Regions from separate parts of the Hordeum vulgare genome. Here region 1 is linked to region 2. Evidence: chromatin contacts called from public Hi-C data. All regions are on one chromosome and are shown on one strand. The core of a region is the stretch at or near the end of the contact, and the rest is flanking DNA. Distances in the headings are between cores, read along the strand shown.

Region 1 (6,282 bases), core at 63-2,562, 180 kb before region 2:
TAATTTCTAAAAGTACATGAATTTTTTAAGAAATGGTCATGTTTTAGTTTTATATTCAAAATTTCAAATATGATATTTTATTTTTGATAAATTAAAAAAATGTTCAGAAATTTAAAATGTTCTCATTTTCGGAAAACAGTTCAAAAATATCTAAAACTTTTCATGTTTTCATTTTTTTTGTTTTAAAAAAACGTGTGAGACTTTCCAAAAATGTTTGTGCTTCTGAATGTTCAGAAATTCATTGTTTTCCATATTATGAAAATATGTTCCGAATATTAGAAATCTGTGTGAAAAATTTGAATGTTGTTTGTGTTTTCAAAAAATGACAGGGAATTTCATCGTGCTTCTGAATGTTTTTCAATAATTCAATAAATATTTGATGTTTTTAAAAATGTTCGGAAATTTCAACAAAATATTGCGTTTTCAAAGGTTGTCCTATTAACAAATGTTTGTTCTAGAAATTCAATTATTGTTCACTTTTAAAAATATATTTAGGAACTTGAAAAAAAATCTGTCAGAAAATATTCATGTTTGTATTTTTATTTTCAAATTGGAAAATTTGCCAAAGTTTTTAACAAAATTATCGGATTTTCTAATATTACACATTGTTAAAAATGTTGACAAATTCCAAGGAAAGTTTGAAAAAAAAACTGCCCGTATCATGCCTTGGAATTTGTTAACAACGTAATGCTCCTCTTTATGCTTAGCTCTACTGGTTAGTTGCTCTCATACACAAGACAGAGGTCCAAAGTTCGAATCCTAGCGAGGCTTTGCGCGCTTCTCCATTTTTTAACATCGTTGTGTTACAGTTAGGGGTGGGCATAAAAACCAAAAGTCGAAGACCGAAGTCGAAAAAACCGAGGACCAATGCTTCGGTTGTTCGTTCGGTTGGAAAACTGTAGAAACCGAAAATATATCGGTAAGTTCGGTCGTTCGCGTTTGTTGACCGAATCACTGAATTAACCCAAATATTGGGTATGTATTGCTGGAGCCTAGCACATAAAGCCCAATAACCTACCAGCATTAATACCATCCAGTAACCGCAGAAAGTTTATCCCTGGTCTTTTCTCGGCCACAAACACACGCAGCCCTTTTGACTTATCCTAAGATTCCCTCGAGGCGTCCACACACGCAGGCCACGCATAAAACCAAATTTGAAAATAAACCAAGGCACCAGACCAAACTATTCGGTCTAACAGAATGCCCATGTCTGACTACAGTAGATGCAAACAGGCGTGCTTGCTACAACGCCCAGTATTGGGCCGGCCCAGTCTGGGGACTGGGGGTCCGTGCATGCATTGCATGGCTGTTTCACGCAAATGCGTCGAATAGGAGCTCGCATGACAAGAGTGTTGATTCGGTTGAAAGGCTCATCTGCACGTGCGTTGAAGAAAGAATTCAAAACAAATACTCAAAAAATTCAAAAAAATCTATTATTTTACATAGTAGACAATTTGATGCGTGAGGTGCGCTTAAATTTCAAATTATTTGAACATTTGAGTAACTTTCGGCAAAAGGACAAATTAGAGGTTTGTAAAAAAGTTTAGTGTTCATTTATTGTTCGGACCCAATTTTTTTTTTGAGAGCTACTCGTAAGTTTAAATTATCTGAAATTAAGAACGCACATCACACTTCAAATTATCTAGCATGCAAAAAAATGATTTTTTCTGTACTTTTTATAAAAAATAAATAACCGGATGGAGATGAGTCTGGTCTCAGAGATACCTTTTCACTTTCTTCGCAGTTCCAGGGGAGCTCGAAAAATTCCACGCAGGCGAGAACCGCGGTGGACGGCAGCTTCACGTCTCGGCCCTCCACCATTGACGGGCTGGCTTGGCAATGGCAGCGGTGTCCCTTTCACCTTATCTTACATCATTCCACACATTTCCCCGTAGTTTTCTCCAAGCAACTTCGTCCAGGATATTTATCCGATGTCGACTGATCCTAGTTGGAGTGTGATGTAATCACCAGAAACAATAATAGTCCTTTGATTCATTCACCGGTTGCGTGCCGGAGAAGGCTCTGGTGGCTGACTAGGCCGCCTGAGTACGTGCTCGCAGCTTTCGACACATGGGAACGATCCAACTGCGAACGAGGCATCGCCGGAGTGGCTGTCAGAGTTGTCATGGTCTTCTAGTCTTTGCTTATCTGATGAAGGTGCTGTTGTTTGAAAGGCACGCGGGCTACTATGATGATACCACAATGCAATACCACACACTAAATTTACAGAGAACGAGCTGTTCATGTTGCCCACAATGCCCAATGACATATCCGGTTCGTTTACTTGTCAAAAAACAGAGCAAGGAAGGGATGGAGGTCTTTGAGAATGCTCCCAGTTTAGGATATACTCCCTCCGTTCCTAAATATAAGAACTTTTAGACATTGTACTATAAACTACATACGGATGTACATAGACATATTTTAGAGTATAGATTTATTCATTTTGCTTCGTATGTAGTCTTCTAGTGAAATACTTAAAAGGTCTTATATTTTGAAACGGAGGGAGTACAATGTTATAACCTGTGTGTCCATATCTTATACGGAGGTGATTAGGGCATATTTCCAAGGCTCCCGGAGCTTCACTTCAGTTCAGTTTAGCATACACGGGATTCCACACGGAATGTGAGAGTACTCACATATGATCGAATCGCGACAAAGCCTTGCCTTTACGCCTATGGTCTTAGAAGCAGTGACTTTAAAAAATTACGCGGATCCGATATCCAATCAATTAATCCTACAAACCAACTAAACCGGGGAAGCTGAAACGGAAATGCAATTCTTGGGTGAGGGAAGGGGGAAGCTCGAGCTTCCTCGCTCGCTCAAATAGCTTCCTCCCTATTTCTCGAAACATGCCTTTGTCCAGCTTTATATATAAAGTAACAACCAAATAAAATACACGACCGAACGATACAAAGAGATGGTGTGGCCTTCAAACACTGCCGATCTCAAGATAACCAGACCACGTAGAACACATGCGACTATGCAATCGAAATAAAGTACACGATGAACTAAAGAAACACCGTGTTAAGCCCTATAACACCTAACCTCCACAAACAACGTCCCCCATTAGGGATAACAACGCTAGGTGTCGCCGTTGCCGAGTCTACATAGACAAAGGTTTTCACCGGAACTCAGACACAGAGAGGAGCACCATGACGACGTCTTCAAGAAGATAATGGCGTCCGCAAGCGTCGCCGTCGTCAGCGACAAAGCGCGGAGCTTTCGCTTGACAGCTCCCCCGAGTCACCATGAGGTCTTCAGGGCAAGCGGGAGGTGCATATAACTTCCACTTCCGGATCGGGGCACGACCATCGTCATCGACAGCGAGCGCGCCTGAGCCACCCGCAGCATCATCTCTCGCCGCCACACGACCAAGAGGTAATGCTATCCTCGCCGCTATGGTGCCCGTCAGAGAGCCAACCATGCGAACCTCCATCCAGGGCCGCCACCCCGGTATCCATGTCCAGGACTCCACCAACCGTCCACATCATGGTACACCTGCCACGGAAGGAGGAGAAAAAGGCGGCACCTTTGTTCCTAGCCCGACATCAGCCGCAGAGTGTGGGTTGACGCCTCCATGTTAAGTGGCATCCACGCCTGGATCCCCAGCCGTACCCGATGGACAAGGGAGACCCTACTCCGTGACTACCGACGGTCGTCGCCGAGCCCGCTCGCACGACGCCAGGACCATGGCCCTTGATGTCGATCTGGCCGGCAGAGTAGCAGAGTTCGGACCACCACCAACGTCCACCATATCCATGAGGAAAGGGGCTCACCACCCACGGGAACCTCCCAGATCAAGCCCAAGCATACCTACGCCGAGGGTGAACTCCGACTCGCCTCAGGCACTGTCCAGATCCGCCCGAGCACGAGCCCCGGCTCGCACCCAAGTCGGCCTAGAACTAGGGGATGGAGGCCAGTTGAACTGCCACCCAGCGCAACCGAGAGTGACATGACCCGGAGCACCAATCGTCGCCTCCCCATCGATCCGCACCATTCGCTCCCAGGACGCGGTCACTACAGCCATAGAGCCGCCGGACCAACCTAGCAAGGAGCACGCCGCCACACTGGTCCTCTGCAGTAGCACAGCCATGAGCGGTGGCCGGCCCATGCCGTCTCAGCCCGCGCCACGAGATGGTAGCTGGACAGAGCATCCGCTCGATCCAGATCTATGTCGGAATGCCCATAGCGGCCACCTGCGCAGGCACGCCCCACCTCGTCCACGACGAGCAGCCGCCCGCACCGCCACCCCAGGATGCCACCGCCGTGTCGTCCCGGCGGCAGCCGCGACGCGCCGTTCTGTAGAACTACGCACATCCGCGACATGATGCTGTCTCGCGCCATGGCGATGTCCCACGCCAGCCCACCGCGAGGAAGGGAAAGAGGCCCCGCCGCCACCGATGGTGGCCGGGCTTTGCCTGGTGACACGAGCCAGCGGCGACGAGGGAGGGGCGGAGCGCGAGGGAGGTTAGAGGGGGCGACCCTAGGTTTCACCTCCCCACTCGCGGGAGCGGGCGAGACGAGTGAGGCCGTGGGAGGTCTCTCCCGACACTCTCCCTATTAACACAAAACTATCTTAAGATCATCTCCTCCTTGGGAAAGTTCGTTATCTACAAGTAAGTTAGAGAATTCCCGTTGTCAAGCTAGTTATCTTATACAAGACTTTTCTAAGTCCTGCAAGCATGTTCAGGTGGAAGCGTATTATGGCCGCTGAAGGCGCTGAAGGCCCCGCTCACCTGAAGTAATCTATCAAAATTCTTATTTCTATGAATATCGTAGAGAGTGATTTCAATCTCATATAGCTAGCTTTCCTTTCAAAGTGAAACGATTTTCCTTTTACATTGAGACATTGAACTGGATTTTGTTTCACCACTACTATCGTAACGCATAGAAAACACTAACGTTTCCACTCGCTTTCAACCACTACCACTGTACTAGAGTCTCATGCAGTCGGTCAAGTATTGAGTTTCTACTAGAATATAAGGACTTATGAGAACTAAAAAGAAGTAACTATTTTTTTATCATAGTTCATTGAATTAAGGGGGCCCATTCACGGGGTTTCGTGGGAGAGTTGGGTTTGATTCCCTTTATACGCGATGTGGCAAAAAAGTCTAATTCAACGAAATATGCCATGTGAGCATTAAGATCTAAAACATGTCATCTACTTCTAGGAAATGTTTGTAACAGAGAACTTTATCTAATCCAATACAACTGAGATCAACCAATGGTTCCAGCACTTAGCACAACGTGCCACTTAATTGGACGAGCACAAGATGAGGCCTACCTACCTTATAACATTTAGGAAAAGCGAACATTGTATTAAGGGGTTTCTATCACTTAGTAATAAAGTTGGATACCCATATCCCAGGACCATACAAACCCACTACATGAAATGCCCCAAAGCCAAAGCAAGCTAGACCTGCAAACCTTATGTAATGGTTCGGACCGTGGAAACCATTCAACACCGTCCTGTAATGGTTCGCGAAGTGGTCCGGACGCGATTTCTCCCACGGAGGTTTGCGGCAGTTAGGACCTGTACTTTGCCCAGTTCTGACCACCCTGACCCACCACTCTCTCCTCCGAGCAAAATGGCTAGCACCTCTCCAAAGTGTTAGTGCCTATATTCATGCCCGTACAGAGCGGACATGACCGCTCACTAGCGCTGGCATTGAAGCGGCGCGCCGGCCAGAGTGTGCCACATGCGCCACTTATTGTTGTAGGTGACTGATGCGAGTTAAAACGACACGACGGTCGCCCATCCGTCCATCTGCCCTGCACATTGATGACACACGGTTGGTGAGGCGTCTCGTTCAGCGCCATCCTCCGTCCATATGCCGCTCGCCATTGCTATATAAACCGCTGCACCAATCGTAGCCGCAGTCATAGCCTCCGATACCTCTTCCACTATGGATTCCTCCCCCGCCAAAGCTCTCTGGGACGGGATGACATCGTAGCGGTAGAAGGAGATGGCCGACGTTGCTGTCTGCTGGCAGCCATAGGACATGGACGTCCAAATGGGAGGATGCCACCGCTGATGACCCGGTACTACCTGTTGGTATTAAAATCTGCTGATCTCGAGTAAGGGGTACAAACTATGGATCTTGGATCGATGGGTAACAAGGGGCGAAGGAGACGATGTTTTACCCAGGTTTGGGCCCTCTTGATGGAGGTAAAACCCTATGTCGTGCTCTTATTGTATTGATGAAGTAGTATAGAGTACAAAGTTGATCTATCTCAAGATCAGATGTTGTGGTCTAAACCCTAATCATGATGAGCTTAATG
Region 2 (7,157 bases), core at 3,127-5,626:
ACCCCTCCGACAAAGGCAAGCCTCCCCCCCCCCCCCCCCGCAAGACCGCCGACGCGCCCAAGCCAAAGAAGACGTTGATGCCCGAACATCTCACAAAGGAGTCGGCCAACAGGAAGGGTCGTAGGCACGCGACGGGCACAAGGGATGAAGCCATCGTTGTGGTCGCCATCGTCGCCGCCGCGCAGCAGGATGTCAGCAACGCCCGCATCGCGGCAGCAATGAGGGATGCACTCTATATGCTAGGGTTAAACCCGAACCAGCACGGCCGCGGCCAGCACCGGCTCATCCGCGTTCCCTCGGATGGTGCTGCCGGACTCACCCAGCACGTCGGCTTGCACCCCGATGCCCGACTTCTACGTCTACCCGCGGGCCTCCCGCCTCTTCGGGGAGTGCTCGCCGGAGGTGAGCGTGGTGGCGCCTTCCACGCCCGCGCCCGCGCCCATCGACCTCAATGCCATGCCGGTGGCCGGTGGCTCGTCATCAGGAGGCACGAGGAAACGCGCACGGCAGATGCCAGCCGACGTGCTGCCAGGCGCACGCAACCTCTTCGACGGAATGCCGGCTGCTGGCGACGGCGACTACATGAAAAATTTGATCTTTGATGGTGGTGCACCGGGCGCTGGCTACGATCCCGGTGAGACACAAAGCAAGGATGGTCGAGGAGCGATCACGTTGTCCACCTTTGATCAAGATCAGGCGGCCTTCATGCGTGATTAGGTCGGCATGGACCTGGACGGCTTCCCATTCGACCACGAGTTTCTGGAGGACTACGGTCAAGAGGAAGAGGACGAGTGCGACATTGAAGGAGAGCCTTTGTTCGAGGATGAGCTCGCTAACCAAGCCGCCTGGAAGAAGACGAAGCGCAAGAGCAAGCGGACCAAGGCATACACGGCATCCGAGGACAACCTTCTTTGCAAGTATTGGAGAGACATTGGGCAAGACCCCAAGATGGACGCTGAACAAAAGCATTCAACTTTTTGGATTTGTGTCCACCGTGAGTTCCATGAGTGCAAGAAGTTTCCACCGTACCAAATAGTAAGCACGCGCGGGTGGGTGTCCATTTCGAAGCATTGGAGGGTGATCCAACAAGAGTGCAATAAGTTTTGTGCCACTCTTGAGAGCGTCAAGGCCTGTCCCGTGAGCAGCATCGGCATGCAAGACATGGTATGCTAGCAAGCCGCCCTCTTTTGTGTCATCAAGTTTATGCTTATGTGTTCATTTGCATACCATTTGCCAATATGCTTGCATAAAATACATTTGTAGGCATTTCAAGCTTTGGAGGCATTCAAGTTCCAACACAATGGCAAGTGCTTTAACCTCTCCCATTGCTTTAGGGTCATCAAAGACGATGAGAAGTTCAAGTCACAATATTTCGCCCTCAAGTCGTGTGGTGGGAAGCAAGCCGTGGAGGAGGTTGGGGATGGCGAGAACGCACGACAACGGGAAAAGACCAACTCCAAGAAGGAGGACAAGTGGGATGCGGCGTCGATCGCCTTGACCGCAACTGCGGAGGGCATGATGAGCAAGAAGGACTCAAGGGAGGAGGAGCGTCGACGTTACAAAGAAGAGCAAATGAACGCCTTTACAGAGATCCAAAGGAGGAGGCTTGAGATGGAGGCGGAGAAGCAAGCCAAGATGCTTGAGATGGAGGCGAAGAAGCAAGCCAAGATGCTAGAGATCGAGGCCGCCAACACCAAGACCAAAGCGAAAGAAGTGGCTCTTGCGAGCATGATGACCGGGTGGAGATCATGAAGGTGGATCTCAACACCGTGTCGCCAAGGAAGAGGTCGTGGTTCGAGAAGATGTAGACCAACATGCTCAAGTTTGATGAGGAGTGATCTATGGCGGCGAGCGCCATCCTTTTGTATGCTGGCATGACCACGGGGCCACGATGGCGTGGTTGAACTCAAATCCCACCCATTTTTGTGTGCTGGCATGTGTGTCGGTCGCTGGCGAGTGTGGCAGCATGAACTATGTGGTGATACATGGCCGGTGGCATTATATGCCGACGCTGGTATGGTGCCGGCATATGATACATGGCCGCTGGCATGACATATGACCGTTGGTCTTTAAAAAAAAATTATGTGCGAACATGAAATGGATCGACGCGTTGAGCGCATTACCGATCCAAATCTAAAATAGAACGGACGCCGGGCGGACGGCCGACCCAAACGGACAAAAGACAGACAAAAGCGTGTTCCATTTGGATCGACCCGTTGAAGTTAATCTAAGCGAAAGACATTTGTCAACTATACTAGAAAGTGTATAGTTGTTCACCATCCAATGTTTATCGAACGAACGCGTGTAACTTCATCCATGTTAATCGGACTGAGGTGATTCAAATTCCCAGCTTCATCTTTCAGAGAGTTATACCCAGGCATTATTTGATAAATTGCAAAGAAAAAAGTAAAAAAAAAAAGTGGGTTTCTAACATCTGCCTCCTCTCTCTTCCTGAAGCTCTCATTTCCTGATCGTTCGCTACTCGGAAAATAATGTCTCTGTCCCATGCATTCTGGTTATCCGCATCTTCGGACGCGCAGAAACGACACCAAGCTCAAATTCAACATACTACAGCGTAGGCTTTTGTGTGGAATAAGAGTGCCTGTGTTATGAACCTCCAAAACAAAACAACATTAATGCTGCATTTCATATTGGGCATGGGTTCTTCCCCCCCCCCCCCCCCCCCCCCCCCCATCACGTACCCCAACTTGAGACCGGCCACCCCTCATTATCGTCGTCGAACAAACCCCTCCTCCCGTGATGGATGACGATGCTAACTTAGCTGCCAAGCAAGACATCTCCTGGCCACCAGCACCACCACGGCACCACCAGCAGCGCGATCGAAACTTGCAGCGCCATGGGCGCGCGCGGTTGCCCCGCATGCACCGCGTATATGAGCGCTCGCGCTGCGCACGGGGTACGCCGGCCGATCCACGTGGGGATAGAGCATCTACAGCCGAATCCCTCAAAAACGTGTACAAATTATCCGGGCACTGATCGATTATAAAAATTTAACTCAATCGGACGCCTTAAACGAGCCTCAAACGTCCGGAGTGACCAACACCCCTCGTATTCATCCTAAATATGGAGCGAACATAAAAGAGTCCAGATGCGCCCGGGCACGCCCGCCACGTCGGTCTGGCGGTGTAGTCCCACGCGGACTCGCCCTAAAATTCAACAGTCCGACTGGCGCCTCGACCGTTTGCGCGGTGTGAACGTTGTGTGGTGCCGCTTCGGCTCTTCGCCCGATGCCAGAGCCGGCTTAAAAGCCGATCAACGTCCTCCCGCCTAGCACATCCGTCCCCTTCCTCCATCTGTTGCCACCCGAGCCCACCTGCCTCCTTTCCCCCGCTCTCCGGCCTTACTATGGTCCGCCAAAGGATCGCCACCTACGGTCAGTTCATGACGGAGCACCGATGCAGATCGAGACAGAGATCCAGACTCAGCGCGTCATCCGTATTGTTGAGGGTCTCCTTCCGGACACGTCGAACACGGAGAACGAGCAGCAACGGAGGAGGACGAGCCGGAGAAGGAGGACAACGCTCCGGGCTTCAATATGATGGAGGCGATGGAGGAGTTCGTCGCCGCCCAAGCCGACGAGATGGCGGAGCAGCAGGCATCATGAATACCATCCGGGATGAGGTCGAGATGGAGGCTAACCGCCGGTTTATCCGGCAGAGGTAGGCGGATGCCGACGTCCTCTTCGACGAGGTCGAGGCGGAGATATCGATGGAGGAAGCCGCAACGAAGCAGCCGGAGGTGGCAGAGGGGGCTGCAGCGCCGGTGTCGGAGGGAACAGAGCTGCATCTGCCGCACATCTATCCTTCAGAAAGCACGAAAATTATCGATATCTCTAACAAATAATAGATAACTCGTACATAGTAGGTAGGTTTAATATGCTGCATGTTTCTGTATGAGTTTACGGTATAAATATGAGATATCGGGATGCAGTAGTCATTTCATGAGGCGTAAGGCTTGCGTTTGCGAACGCCTTCGCAAACTTTGGAGAGTCTGGACTTGCAAGTTCCTGTAAGTGCTCTTACACACCGTCGCACAGGCCCCCGACCGGCGGAGTGGACAGACATACGCGGCGCACACGGTGGGCACGTCGAGCCGGAGCATGCAGCAGCGTGGTACTAGTCTACGTACGTGCCGCAAGGGGGCTTGAATGAATGCAGTGCAGGCGCCCTGGACTGTGTACGCAGCGGAATCATTTAAAGGCGTTTGCATAGTGGAAGCGTCGCGTCAAGGGACTTGGGAGTGGCCAAAGCCAATAGCTGCAGCGGCCGCCGGTACCAATCAGGTGGGCTTGGACTGGGACGTAGCGATAGGCGAGGCAAGAAGCAACAGCAGCGTGTCCCGTGCGAGTGCGACGACGGAAAGTGTATGCCGTGCGCGCATGCAGATGGATCCAGGCCCGCGCGCAAATATCAGGTGGCCGGCAGCAGGCAGCAACAGCCAAAATTTGTGGCAGGGGGGCTGACTGTACGTGAAGCATTGAGGCCATGCCACTCGCGCCACCAACCTGCCTACCCAGCAGCAGCAGCCTTTCAGCCTTGTCCGGTCGACCTCTCTAGAGTCCGGGTGGGCCCACGTTCTTGTCAAACTACTGTTTCATTCCGTATAGGTCTCAGGATTTTGCACATTTTCAAATATGTTCAGATCAATAATCAAGTCATTTATTCCTCTTGTGCAATAAAGTGAAACAATTAGGGCCACTTCGGTTTGTAGTATTCTAAAACGTAGGAATAGAGAAAGGGAAACGCTTCGAGTCGGCGTGTTTATCGAATCGTTCCGCCGATCGCACGCGGTACGCGCGGTAGCTAGCCCACGCACGTAATATTTTTTTGTTCAGATTTGCTACAACCAAGGTTAAATTTGTTATAAAATTTTCTCATTTGTTACAATTTGTCTATTAAAAAAGTTGCATTCATGTTTGGATGCAACTCGAGTTCGTTGGTTTTTTTTGCTACAACCGACGTTTTGATTTTTACTGCAAGCGTGTTAATTTTTGCTACAATCGGTATTATTTTTTTCCTGCAACCATTCACTACAAAAGTTGCATACACATTCGTCAGAATTGCAACCCGAGTTCACCGGATTGTTTTTGCTATAACCCATATTTTGTTTTGCTACCACGCATCATCACCATCGTTCTTTTGCTACGACCACGTTGATATTATTTTGCTACAAACATATTTTTTTTGCAACCGTGGACGAAATTTGTTGCATCGTGGCCGAAATTTGCTACATCGAGAAATTTTGTTGCATGGATAAATCTAACAATACGGCCCGCGGATCTAACGACCACGCTGCGACCGGCGCGAGCGTTCGGGCCGGTGCGCCGGCGCCCAATACTGCCCATAGAAAAAGATGAAGAAGAAACACGTCCTTCTGAAGGTTACTTGTGAAAATATGCACTTACAAACCAAACATGCATTTACTTTAATTGTTGAGTATATATTTGTACATGTAGGTTGTGTCATAGATCCACCTCCTAGTTCCTTGTATAATTGAGATTGAGGCTCATCTTGTACCTTATATAAAAGTGTGTGGTGCACTCAATCAATACTCAGAGTTGTACAACCCAAACCTAAGTCTCAACATGGTATCCGTTTCCTTCACGTTCCTAACCTAGCCGTCGTCGCCGCCGCTGCACCATCTATCGTGCAGCTGCCGCCTGCGCCGCAGCGCCCTCCCTCGCGTCGACGCCGCCATCGTCGCCGCACCTCCATCGCGCAGACGTCGTCGCCGCATCCTCCCGCCGCCACACACCGTTGTTGCTGCCGCTCTCTCCCAGCCTCCGCTGCCATCGTGTGTCGCCGCATCCCACCTCCACCGCTTCCACTTCCCTCACCCGTACCTTCCGATGCCGTTGCTCGCCTGCTGCCATGGTCTCCCCGAGCTCCTCGGTCTCCTCCGGCAGGAATTCGTTCGCCGGCCTGGACGTCACCCTCGTTCGCGACCTCAACATCTTCGACCGCGTTCCGGTGATCCTTAACGAGTCCACTGCCTCCTACTCCGCCTGGAAGAGGTACTTCTCCTTGGTGTTCCACGAGTACCTGCTCCATGGTCACATCGATGGCACCGTGGACTCTCGTCTCATTGTGAACAACGAGGACTGGATGATCCTCGACGCCAGCATCATCCGCTGGTTCTACCTCACCATCTCCAAGGATCTCTTCCACACGTTAGTGTGCGATGATGATAACGCTTACGCCGTCTGGACCAAGCTCAACGGCCTCTTCACCGACAACAAACTTCAGCGCAAGGTCCTTCTTCACGGCGAGTTCTATGGGTGCCAGCAGCTTGACTCATCTATCGATGATTTTTGCATGCGCCTCAAAAAGCTTGCGGATGAGCTCCATGATCTTGGCGAAATGATTGGCGATGAGCTCCTCATCAGCACCCTCACCATGGGCCTCAACGATGACTTTGGGAACGCCGCCTCCAACCTTACTCTCATCCCGGAACCTACCTTTGCTAAGGTGGTGGCGTACCTCAAGTTTGAGGAGAGACGGATGAAGATGGCGCGGATACAGGCCACACCCACGGTTCTCACCACCACCACCCGTGGTGGACCGACGGCGCCCGCACCCCAGCTGCACTCCGTGTAGTAGCCAGCTTTCCAGCTGGTGTCGGCTCCCTTCCCGCGGCCGCAGCCGGCTCCGCCTTGCAACGGTCATTGCCTCGGCGGTCGGTGTGGTGGGCGCCAAGAGCAGTAGCCGAACGACGCTCACGGAGGAGCAACCCCATCCTCCATAGCAGCAAGAGTCGGCACCGTGCTATGCCGGGCAGAATCCATGGACCGACGTCGTGCATGCTTATTCCATGTCGGTTCCACGTGCCCCTGCTCCCGGTATCCTTGGTGTACAACCTCGTTCGCATCAGGCGTTCTACGCCGCACCGCAGTCATATGTGCCGCCCTACGGGCCCCTCTCCTTCAGACTATCGCCGTATCAAGGAGGGCTGCCTCCACTGCCCTTGCCGCAGGCCCCGGCTCCCTCGCTTCCCCCGGCGCCTTTGGACCCGGCTTTGCTGGCGGCGCTGCACTCCGCCCATACACCATCCAACTACACCGGCGGCGGCGACTGGTACATGGATACCGGTTCTACAACTCACATGGATGCTCATCCTGGTACCCTCCACACCTCCTA

Evidence for each region. Hi-C and Micro-C count contacts between places; a contact is called where the count stands out from the background.
Region 1: a contact with region 2 is called in a Hi-C map of leaf, with 2.3 times the contacts expected there. The contact joins two enhancer-like sites. A contact is called at or near these places in 3 of 6 Hi-C or Micro-C datasets (leaf and seedling).

Annotation. Positions count from the first base shown.
Region 1 is chr3H:101,982,926-101,989,207 of MorexV3_pseudomolecules_assembly, reverse strand. No RefSeq gene overlaps it. Among protein-coding and RNA genes, the nearest start is that of LOC123443130, 42 kb to the left of the region's middle. Within about 2 kb of position 1,312, at least 3 of the 3 cell types and tissues checked have open chromatin away from gene starts, as enhancers often do. A contact at or near this core is called in leaf and seedling, where this site is marked.
Region 2 is chr3H:101,808,405-101,815,561 of MorexV3_pseudomolecules_assembly, reverse strand. No RefSeq gene overlaps it. Among protein-coding and RNA genes, the nearest start is that of LOC123443129, 150 kb to the right of the region's middle. Within about 2 kb of position 4,376, at least 3 of the 3 cell types and tissues checked have open chromatin away from gene starts, as enhancers often do. A contact at or near this core is called in leaf and seedling, where this site is marked.